Linked DNA regions of Mus musculus: regions 1 and 2 are each linked to region 3. The links are chromatin contacts, called in public HiChIP or PLAC-seq and promoter capture Hi-C maps. All regions are on one chromosome and are shown on one strand. Each heading gives the region's core, a stretch centred on a gene start, on an enhancer-like site or on the middle of the called end of the contact. The rest is flanking DNA. Distances are from core to core; before and after follow the strand shown. Region 1 holds the start of Fndc11 (fibronectin type III domain containing 11). Region 2 holds the start of Rbbp8nl (RBBP8 N-terminal like). Region 3 holds the start of Slc17a9 (solute carrier family 17, member 9).

Evidence for each region. Promoter capture Hi-C pulls out the DNA fragments that hold promoters and counts their contacts. HiChIP or PLAC-seq counts read pairs in DNA pulled down with a chosen protein or histone mark.
Region 1: a contact with region 3 is called in a FOXA1 HiChIP or PLAC-seq map of pancreatic cancer cells. The contact joins the promoter of Fndc11 here to the promoter of Slc17a9 in region 3. A contact is called at or near these places in 2 of 115 datasets of contacts at active chromatin or transcription factors (bone marrow-derived macrophages and pancreatic cancer cells) and 1 of 9 other capture datasets (adipose tissue).
Region 2: a contact with region 3 is called in a promoter capture Hi-C map of embryonic stem cells, with 2.2 times the contacts expected there. The contact joins the promoter of Rbbp8nl here to the promoter of Slc17a9 in region 3. A contact is called at or near these places in 3 of 39 promoter capture datasets (embryonic stem cells, hippocampal neurons and maxillary cranial neural crest), 2 of 484 Hi-C or Micro-C datasets (the G1E-ER4 cell line and embryonic stem cells), 1 of 115 datasets of contacts at active chromatin or transcription factors (large pre-B cells) and 2 of 9 other capture datasets (adipose tissue and pancreatic islet).

What each region holds. Positions count from the first base shown.
Region 1 is chr2:181,217,755-181,221,371 of GRCm38.p6, reverse strand. It overlaps Fndc11 (fibronectin type III domain containing 11), which reads right to left and starts at 1,338. Exons shown (of 2, transcript NM_001379472.1): 1 at 1,238-1,338. It also overlaps the pseudogene Gm14398.
Region 2 is chr2:180,287,826-180,291,495 of GRCm38.p6, reverse strand. Rbbp8nl (RBBP8 N-terminal like) reads left to right here and starts at 1,617. Exons shown (of 13, transcript NM_173031.3): 1 at 1,617-1,719. Gm29943 (a long non-coding RNA gene) reads right to left here and starts at 801. Exons shown (of 3, transcript XR_867153.1): 1 at 709-801.
Region 3 is chr2:180,723,402-180,726,732 of GRCm38.p6, reverse strand. It overlaps Slc17a9 (solute carrier family 17, member 9), which reads right to left and starts at 1,394. Exons shown (of 13, transcript NM_183161.3): 1 at 1,282-1,394. The coding sequence starts at 1,373. It overlaps Gm30455 (a long non-coding RNA gene), which reads left to right. Exons shown (of 2, transcript XR_003953988.1): 1 at 1-15; 2 at 855-3,331.

The sequences.
Region 1 (3,617 bases), core at 89-2,588, 490 kb before region 3:
AGCTGTGACCGTCAGATTGGCTCTGCCCCTCATCAGCCTCTGCCCCATAATGGCTTTTGCTCTCCCCTGGGACACAGCTTTCTGATCAGAGACCCCTGGAGGGGACAGAATAGTGGGCTGGGTACTGGGCAAAAGCAGATGATAAACGGGAAACTTCTATCAAGGGGCCAATAGTATTTTGTGGCGATGAGCTAATGGGGCTTATCAGACAGAGTGGGCTACAGGGACCAGAGTAGCCTGGGGAGAAGCTCTGGGATGTTGATTAGTTTTGAGACAGATCATAAGTCTCAGGTTCCTCACCTAACACAGGTCTGTGCCCAAGCTTAGGGTGATTCCCCATGCTTCCCAGTACTCTCCAGAGACCAGGTACACTGCAGGGGTGCAATGCTCAGGGACCAGGCTAACCAAAGACAAGACTCTACATCATCCTCACATAAAGGGGGGGGGGGGGACCTTGTGTGGCTAAGAACAGGGTAGATCCTCTCCCACCATCTCACAGATGGGGGTTGGGGGGAGTCTAACGCTAAAGCTTGTTAGGTTGGTCTTCCTTCATGGTCACTTTTGATTTTGACAGAACATCTCAGTCTGTTGTTCAGGCTGCCCTCCAACTCCTGTGCTCAAGCAGTCTTGGGACTCCAGGGGTGTATGCTCCTGTACCCAGTTTATCCCAAAGCTGGAACTGTTGACTCCAGAGTCAGCCCTCCTCTCCTTGTCCCCATACCTTTCCCCCAAATCTGGTTGTCTGTGGAGAGGCTGGTGTGCCACAAAGCCCAGTAGCCAGAGATCCCTGGAGAAGGTACCAACCTCCTGCTAGCTGTCCCTGGCACTGGGCCAGTGGCTTCACTTGGAAATCTCAGTTTGTGGAAACTGGGCTTGGATGAGCAAGAAACAGAGCTAAGAGACTGGATGACTACCTCAAAACCACACAGCTGGATAGTAAGATTGATCATGTCCCAAAGACTAATTCAAAGTGATTTGTGTGAATGGTGGTGCGTGCCGGGGGTGGGGGGTGGGGGGGGTTAGAACAGGCATCTGAGACAGCAGAGAATGGTTCCTGGCTGAATGCTAGCTGAGATCAGGGCCCCAAGACCCTGAGTCAACAGTTCATGGCCGCTAGAAAGCTCAATGGAAGTCTCCATAACTACTTCCCCATCTAAGCTATTCTATCACCCCTCCCCCTCCGTGGAGACTACCCACCCCGAGCTTCTGGGCACACCTCCTAAACTCCTCTACCTACCACTCCTCTTCCGGATCACCTCCGTGAGCCCCAGCCCCGCTCTGCAAGTGCCTGGCCGCCCGCTTCCTGTGCGGAGCCCAGCCAGAGCTGCAGGGTGCACTGCCAGATCCGCTCCCCCTGCCAAAGGCCTACTTGTTGCCATGGGAACCACTGGCCCTTGTGACGCTGTGCACATCCGGCCCAGGTGTAAGGAGCTCTTGATTTGAAGGCTAAATTTTGATATACGGCAGCAGCGATTTATGTCCAGGGCCTCACGGACTCGAAACAAACTCAACTTCAGCCCGCGCCACGGGCTAGTGGAATTGTTCCTCGGCATCGTGTTTCGCAGCAGTCCAGGAGCCTGCGGTGGCTGGGTCAGCAGCTTGGCTTGCAATGGGATTCTATGCAACGCAGGAAACTGGTGTCTTTGAGTGGGACAGAGCTGGCTGCTGGGACTCAAGAAGCCAGCAGATGCCAGTGGAGTGCAGGGAAGGGCCACCTGTTTGACATTCCAAGCCAAGCAGCCGCCTATGGGTCTCAAAGACGATGAGAAAGGAAGTGATATAGCAGCAGATGGCTAGGATCTCCTTAGCAAGCAGTCAGCAAGGTGAAGGGGTCTGGTTTTCCCAGGCCTCCAGAAACTCATGCCCTGTCCCCTCCAGTCTGAATAAACGGAGTCCATAGCTCTAGGAATCCTCAAAGGAATCCCCAAGTTGCAGTCTCATACTCCAAACTGGGCTTTGGACCCCTAGATTTAACACCCAGGTCCTTCCTCTTTATGAGCTAGCTTGGGGTTACTCCTAGCAAGGGTCTCAGGGTCTCAGCCACCTGAAAGCTGCTGACTCTTTTCCACTCGGTCAGTCCTTCTAGATTGGGTTTGTCTGGACTGAGTTACCTGGTTGTAACTCAAGTTTGCTACCAACTTGAATTATAGCTAGAGCTCCCAGCCCTCCTGATGGCATCTGACGGTGCTGGGGAATAGTTTTCCTATCTGTCAACCTATATTGGCTACAGACCTCAGAGGCCCCAGAGGGGGAGGGGGAGGAGGGAGAAGCGATGGGTGCTGGCTCTGTGCTCATCTAGGCTAGTTAGTCATGGTGGCCAGTTTGAGGGAGAAAGGGATGCCATCTGAAGGTCCAGGAGGGAAACTGGCCCCTGGGGAGTAGAAGAGAATAAAAAGCAGCAGGAAGAATACCAGCGCCCAGCTCTTCCTCAGGAAGGAGATGGGTGAGGCTCACTACCCTGTTCTTAGGGGTTGGGCTTGCTCTGGGTCTGTGAAAGCTGCTCTGCTCCACTTGATCGGTCTTTTTTTTTTTTTTTCCCAGTCCTAGTTTTAAAATTTTTAATTTTTTAGATTGATTTTTATGTATATGAGCATTTTACCTGCATGCCTGGTTCCCACAGAAGGCTGGTACCCACAGAGGTAGGAAGAGGACATTGGATCCCCTGGAACTGGAGTTAGGGATGGTTTTTATTTTTCTTTCTCTTTCTTTCTTTCTTTCTTTCTTCCTTCCTTTCTTTCTTTCTTTCTTTCTTTCTTTCTTTCTTTCTTTCTTTCTTTCAAGATTGATACATTTATTTTATGTGAGTACATGGTTGCTCTCTTCAGACACACAGGAAAGGGCATTACATTTCATTACAGATGGTTGTGAGCCACCATGGTTGCTGGGAATTGAACTCATGACCTCTGGAAGAGCAGTCAGTGCTCTTAACCGCTAAGCCATCTCTCCAGCCCTATTTCTTTCTTTTTAATTCTTTATTTTATGCTCAGTAATGTTTTGCTTGTATGTAAATCTGTGTGAGGGTGTCAGAAGCCCTGGGACTAAAATTATAGACAGGTTTGAGTCCCTATGTAGGTGCTAGAAATTGAACTTGGGTCCTCTGGAAGAGCAGCCTGTGCTGTTAACTGCTGAGCCATCTCTCCAGACCACAGGTGGTTTTTTGTTTTTTTGTTTTTTTGTTTTTGAAAAGTTAAAAATTCCTTAATTTTTTATTCCTGGTACCACTACCACAATTTACAGGGCAATATACCTGATGTAATGAAAAGAAAAAGAAAAAGACAAAGCTACAACAGATAAAAGACCTCAGGAATGTACATCTAATTGACACTACATTGCATTAATCAATAGCTGTACTTTTTGCAAACTGTGGCTATGACAGTCCTGAACAAGAAGGGTTTCCTGTTTAAGCTGCAGTAACTTTTCTGACTATGGATCATTGTTCCTTCTGTGGCAGATTTTTACAGTTCCTCTAATGCATTTGGGACGACTGTCTCAAAGTGACCTGCAGCTTTCCTGACAACTCCTTGCTCTCTCTCCTGCTAAGAACTGTAGCCATTTCTGTTTTATTTTAAAACCTTCTGCTACCATATCCCCCACTTCCACCTCCAGATCCATAGCCA
Region 2 (3,670 bases), core at 368-2,867, 440 kb after region 3:
GGAACTACAGCCAGCTGCTTTCAAATGCCAAGACTTGTGCACCAGACCTGGCTGAGCCAGGGGCTGCTGCACAATGTCTTAGGCTAGGGCCGACAGAAGACAAAGGTATACCTCTCGTGGTCTTGGATGAAGAAAGTCCAAAAGCAGATCTGATGACAACCTTCTGTCTGTGTCACCTGGCAAAGTGGGGCAGAGCTCTCTGCTCTCTGTAAGAGCACTGGTGCTATTCATGGGGCTCTGTCCTTTATGTCCCGATTGCCACCCAAGTCCCCAAGTACTACAGCCTCGGTGTTAAGAAGTCAACATATTGGGGGAGGGGGGGGTGCACTTCAGACATTAGCCAAAAACAGGCAAAGCCTCTGTCTACTTGCACACAAGTCCCCTTTCTCTCAGGCTGAGCCCACAGGGAACATGCCCTCTCCCTCCTGTGGAGCCCATGCAACGAACAGATACACACGTGCTGAGCAGGCAGACACCTCTCACAAAGGTCCAGACAGAAGGTAAAGAATATGCAATGTGTCTCTAGTGCTCTATAGCCTAAAATCTTCCTCTTCCTGGAGCCTAGACAGTCATCCTTACCTAAGACCATCCATTCTCACCCTAAGCTCAGGGCCAGCTGCCAGCAGCAGGAAGTCTTCTATCCTTCAAGACCCAAGACTTCCTCCTCTCCTAGTCAACGTGGTTGCTCTACAGACCCTCATTACCTACCTTCTGTGGCTCCGTGTGTGAGCGAGGGAGCCTGCTTGCTTCTGGGCAGAGTCAGGCAAGCTGGAGTAAGAGATGTTGAAAGGCACGTGAGCGAGAGAGAGAAGGGGGCAGGGCATCCATAGCCTCAGAGGACTCTGTTTCCTGCAGGAGTGCAGCCACAATGTCACTGTCCAAGCCAGCCCCTGCCCTATGTGTCACGCCATGGTTCTACTCATCAGGGTCATCCTGAAATCCAGAGATGCCCATCCACTGTGATACCCACAACCTGAGGCTTAGCCCCTAACCACCTCTACCAATGAGCAGAAGCCAGCTGTCTGTCTCAGGAAGGCCACAATGGGTACTGCAGAGCCCCAGACCCAGTGATGTCTCTAAATAGTAGTCTCCAGAGGCTCACACCCTGGGTGTTTTGTTTTGTTTTGTTTTGTTTTGTTTTGTTTTGTTTTGTTTTGTTTGTTTAATCCACAAAGTCAGGACTATTGAACTCTATCTATCCAATGTCATTCTGGCCGCAGACTAAAAATATAAAGGTTAGACAGGAAAACTTCACCTGCTCAAGGTCAACCCAAGGCAAGCTGGATGTAGATAGCATAAGGGTCCTCTAAACATCTGACTCCCGAGTGGCAAGGCCAACAGCATCTCCCCTTCCTTCATAAAGGCCCACACAGCCTGCCTGTGCTCTGGGCTGGCCAGTACTCCTGTCCAGAGTCACACAGGATGCTGCGGAGATGGTCAAGCTGAGGCACCCAGGCGGCTCGGATTAGGGAGAAACAATTCAGCTCTATGCACATGGCCAGCCGGTTCTTCCACTCTCCCAGAGATGGCCAGACCAGTCTGGCGGCTTTAGTCAGTCCCTGCCTCCTTGCAGCTCCCGGCTGGGAGAATCGGAAACCTGTCAGGCGGGTTTGGTCAAAATTCTGTCTTGCAAGTTCATACTGCTCGCTCCTATCTCTCCCGGGTGGGGATCACTGAGGACCGAGGCCCCTGGAGGTCCAAGGCTGGCCAAGTGGCCATGTGAGTACACGATTACAGCAGACAGGGCCCTTCCAGGAGCCGGGTGGACTGGAGTCGTTGGGGTGCTCACCAAGGGGGCTAGAGACCCAGCTCAGGCTTCATAGCAGGAGGCCGGAGACAGGAAGCAGAAAGCCTGGGAGGCGGGAGGCAGGGACAGGCAGGCTGGCCTGCCTTCACTGTGTGTGGTATGGAGGACTACCTGATGCCTGGTCCTGGGGACCAAGCAAGGAGGAGGAAGACTCAAGGATTTCCTGGGCAGCAATTTGGGTGCAGCAAAAGCAAAGCCAGGTATGACACTGTGGCCCCCATCTCTGCAAGGGGTTCCAGGACCTAGAAATAGGCTGGTGGCCAGCACTGTGTCTTGGATCACTCACTGTCCCCTTCCTTGTGGGTCCAGAGACTTTGCAGCCACGGAAAAGAAAGGAGCACAAAGCCAGGTCCAGCCACCCATAGCTCAGAGCATGCCTGGGGACATTGTCAGGCCCTAAGATTGAGGCAGTGGCTCTAAGTACTTCAGCAGGCATTGGGAGACAGTAAGATCAATCACTAGCCTATTCCGTCCCCCGCCCCCAGGCCTGGAAGGCGGGAGTCAGGTTGCAGGGCCCTCTGTTACCTGACCTGTTACCTAAGCTGCCTTATTTTTTTACTTGTGCCCTGGTAGGCAGTGTGCGCACAAGCATGGGGCGTGCAAATGTTCGTGCCCACCTGCCTGTGTGTACACAGCCATCCTTAACCCCGTGCAAGGGGTGTGCGTGGCGGGGGGATGGGCTGAACTTGTGCAAAGGCGTTTACTTTGGGCATGGACTCAGATGTGGGTTTCTCAAACTGAAAGCGTTGTTCTGTCTGTGGTGGCTGCCTGTCTATCGGGGCCTATGTATCAGAGAGATCCAAAGCCACCAAGAAAGCGTCTCTCGATAAAGCCCACCACCCGACTGACCAAAGCGGTTGCTAGGAGGTCTTTTTGTGTCTAGGCCATATCTCGTGTGAGCTGGTGATTGTAGATATATAACATTTCTGATCTCAAGTCTCTATCAAATAGGAGCTTCTATGGGTGACCATGATGAGATGTGGGAACACATGGGTTAGAAGCACTGTGTTCCCTGCCCAGCCCTCTCTGGAGCACACATGGAAGCTCCCGCTACATACCAGGCTCCTTCTGCCTCCCCAGTCACCACTACCAGATTTATGAATGGGAAAACCAAGGCACAACCAGACAAGTAGCTTGTCTGAAACCACTGTGGGATGCTTTGTCCGTCACAGCAGCATCCCACACAGAGAATGAGATGAGATGGACCAGCTAGACTCTGGTTGGTTCAAATCCAGCTTCTGCCTTCTTGCCTCTGGTCTGCCCCATGCCTGCAGGCTGATTCCATAGCATGAGATGCTCAGTACATCCTCCAAGGTCAAATGGGCTCCAACCACGTTCTGGTGGTGTTGCTTGGCCCTGCCAAGGTAGGCCAAGTAACAGCTTGGCTTCCTTGGCTAAACGCTGGGACGATGTTAGCTTGCCTGAGCCAGAAAATCCCTAGTGAAATATAGGTACAGAGGTACAATGTGCAACAGCAACTGCTGCTGTTACCACCGCTGTGGTCAATGCTGACTTTTGTGGCTACGTAGGCCACATCTGGTCTAGATGAATAGACCAGACCATCAGACCATCCTTAAAGACACAAAACCAGGTCTGCTGAGAGTCCTCGTCCCTTGAGGGCCTGATAAAAGACAGGGGGCTAGGCATTAAGGACAATCAGACAGGGTGGCTGTCATTGGCCTCCTCTGACTTAGCACTCCTGAGAGGGAATGAAGTCAGCTGCCATTACCCACCAGTGACATGGCCAGTCAACAGGAGGAGTCCAGGGCTCCAGCTGCCCCAGAGAACAACACCCAGATATGGCCACTGACCTAACACTTGGGCTTTGCCACTGGGCCAAATGACACTAGTCTTACTGGGAGC
Region 3 (3,331 bases), core at 145-2,644:
CCCCAACACGTGGTGGTGAGTGGTGGGCCCCTAAAGTCTGGTGTTCCCTGAACTCAGGGTCCTGTTTCTAGTAACACTTATTGCTGTTACTATTACTCCAGTATGGGTTGAGAATGGCCTTGACCCTGCAAAATTCCCCAGAATTCTCAGCTACCATTTCTGACAAAGGCAACTGGAGGCACTACACAGGAGAAAGTGTAAAGATGGGAGTGAGGGTGGGGTGACAGGTTGGGGAGGGGGGGACAGGCAGAGCCATTAAATTGTAACCTACAGCAAAATTGGCAGAACATTTCATAGTTCTAAGAAAGCCCTGGGTGGTGCCTCCAGGGGCCAGGTGAAGCATAGGCCTTGGGATAAACATGGGGTAGGGAGGGAGGTGTTAAGCCAGAGAGGGAAGGAGAGCTAGTGAGGGCAGGCACATAGTGTGCCTCCTCTAGCAGAGTCTGACACTACTGTAACTGTCACTGGCGGTGGGGGAGGGTGGCGGGGGGGGGGGCGCTATGATCTGGTTCTGTGCCTCCCTGTGACCTGCTGTGCCCTCATCTGGTCTAGGTTCAGTGATGGTACTATCTTAAGGTCCTCTTTACACTTCCTGCCAGTAGATCCAGGGCTCTTGCCCCAGGTGACTGGGAGGTACCAAGGCTTGATCCTGAGTCTAGCACCTCCACGTGAGGACTGCAGGAACCAGAGCAGGGTGTGAGCTCTTTTAGGCCCCCATTTGAACCCTCACAGTGGTCCCATAGCCAGATGCCACCTTTGCCCCTGGTTTCTGTGGGGATGTTTGCCTGGAGAGTGCTGGAAACAGCGGGAACGGAATATGAATGAAGATGGGTAACGGCTGTTTTCCTCCCTAGTTTAGAAGACTCGTGAAGTCAGGACCTGCCTCTATGACTTAAGAGCTGCTGCATAGATCCCTATGCTGTGAGCATCTGTCCAGCCCAGTGCTCCCACCAAGCCTTACAGACACTACCCTGCCTCCCAGACCACAGAATTACTGTCAGGGAAAAGGGCAATGGAGCCATTTGCCTGATTTTGGCATTTGATTGGAGATGGGAGTGGGGTGTCTCTTTACTGGGTCCTCCCTCTACTTGGGGGCTAGGGCTGCTCAGCGAGGGGCATGGGAGTCCCAGGGAGAGTGAAGGTGGCAGGCTGCAGAATGGCTGGTAGACAGCCGCTAGAGTCTGGTGTTCCCTGAACTCAGGTCCTATGAAGTAGCACCTCAGCTCCCTTTCTAAACGTAAAAGTCCTCCTTGCCCCGACTTCAGCCACACCCCAATTCACCTGGACCACCGTGTATCCTCTGCTGCCGCAGAAGGGGTCTTGCGGGTCTCCTCTGGGATTGGCTGCATCAGGCTAGAGCGCTGGGATGGCATGGGCACCGCTGTGTACCGTGCCCTCCCACCTCAGACCTAGGACAACCCACAGGGCAGCACCGCCCAAGTCCACGTGTCAGTCCCAGTGCTTCCGTCTAACTCTCCCAGGACGTGTTGCCCCCGGAATTGAGTCCCCGCCCCACTGATGTCCCGGGAGGCAGGGCCAGGGACCTTCGAGCAACTAGAGGCTTACCACTGGGACTTCCTGCTGGGGAAGAGAAATCCCTGGGGGTTTTGTGGCCCGAGACCCGCCAGAAATAACTTTCTTGTCAGGAAAGTGAGCAGGTGAGCAGTGTGTATGAGTCTCCGTTGGTTCTACCCCCTCCCCCGCTCCGTGGGTGGGTGGAGGGGAGTGACAGAGTGCTCACAGGGTTGTGTTCTAGTCTAGTAAATATGTAAAGATAACTTTAAGGCAGTCAATTTTTTAAAATGGATCTCTTGGAGAACTGGGTTGGTAAGAGAACTGTAACACAGGTGCAAAGGGCAGCGAAGGTGGTCACTGATGTTGAAATCCTGGGCAAAAGTGTTCTGAGCACTGACCACAGACTAGGCTCTAGTTGGATCTCAGCCACACTTCATGGAAGGCTTCTGAGGCTCCTTGAGGTACTGCCTGCCTCATTCCTCCTGTATTCCCAATTATTCTAAACAAATGCCTCCCCCACACAGCTGCAGGCCAACTGGGACACACCCACTAAAGGCTTCACACTGCACTTAGAATCTCAACAGTTTCCACCCTCCAGAGAATGCCCTCTGAGCCTTCAACTGCCCAGCAGACAACAGGTCTTTATTTATGGTCATACACACTTGTACTAAAATATTAGAACCTGAAGCTAGGGTATAGCTCAGTTGTTAAGCGTGTGTTCAACGTGTGCAAGGTTCTGAACTCAATCCCCAGTTCTGGAAAAAAAACAATCTGGACCTAAAAGCCAGGTCAGTCTTCCATCCACATCAGCTATCCTGTAGGACACAAAGATGACGGCAGAGAAAGGCTTGCTTCCCTAGTGACCCAGGGACTGCCCTTAAGTATATGGTACTGACAATCACTATAATGTGCAGCTCTTCAGAAACTAGGAAAGATCCAGAATCACACAGCAGGAAACCTTCAGCGTTTCTGGGAGCAGGTGGACAAACGTAGAGAAGGGATGTGACCTTAAGTAGGCTGGGTGGAGGAACCTGCAAGACACTTGAGGTCAGCAGGAGCATACCACACAAGGTGTTGGGTATACATCTCAGGCCAGAGACTCACAGCAGGTGGAGAGGTGCTACACTGCCAGAGTTGAGAAGGCTGAGGTCAGGGGTTTGGGGGGGGCATTCCTCCCCAGGCTCCCAGTCACTAAAGCAGAAGGGATGGGCACAGCCACAGTTGCCTGAAAGAGGATCACATATGGTTGGGAGGTGACCATCACAAGCTGTTGGCAGTAGCTGGGGTAGACATTCTCTAGGCTTCTAGTTGATACTTGTGAGCTGCCCCACACCCAACTGACAAAACCATCCTTGCACTTCAAGATGGGAAATTTGATATGGAAACATTACAGAGTCAACGTCTGGCAGGGGGGCCACTTTCTTGTGCTGACTGACTCACTTGCTTATAGTCATCTTGACTGCTCAAACTGAATAACTAGATTTTACTCCACTGTTACTGACGAGCAACTGTGAGAAGTGAGACTTGAGGAGCCCAGATTGTAGTGTTGGATGTCTGTAGCAGTTAGGGCCAGACTGGGCTACACAGTAAGACCCTGCCTGAAAAGAAGAGAGATTTCTGTACTGAACATCATTTGCATCCACCTTCTAAGCCAAATGTGTACACTGTAGAGAAAAAGTTCAAGTAGCCATGTCTGAGTCCACAGGAAGCCATAGAGTGGACCTCACGATGACCGAAGATGCTCCTGTATGGCCAGTTTTATTCACAAAACAATCCCTGGGGCTCTGGAACAGTTCATTCTTTTTTTTGGATGCTG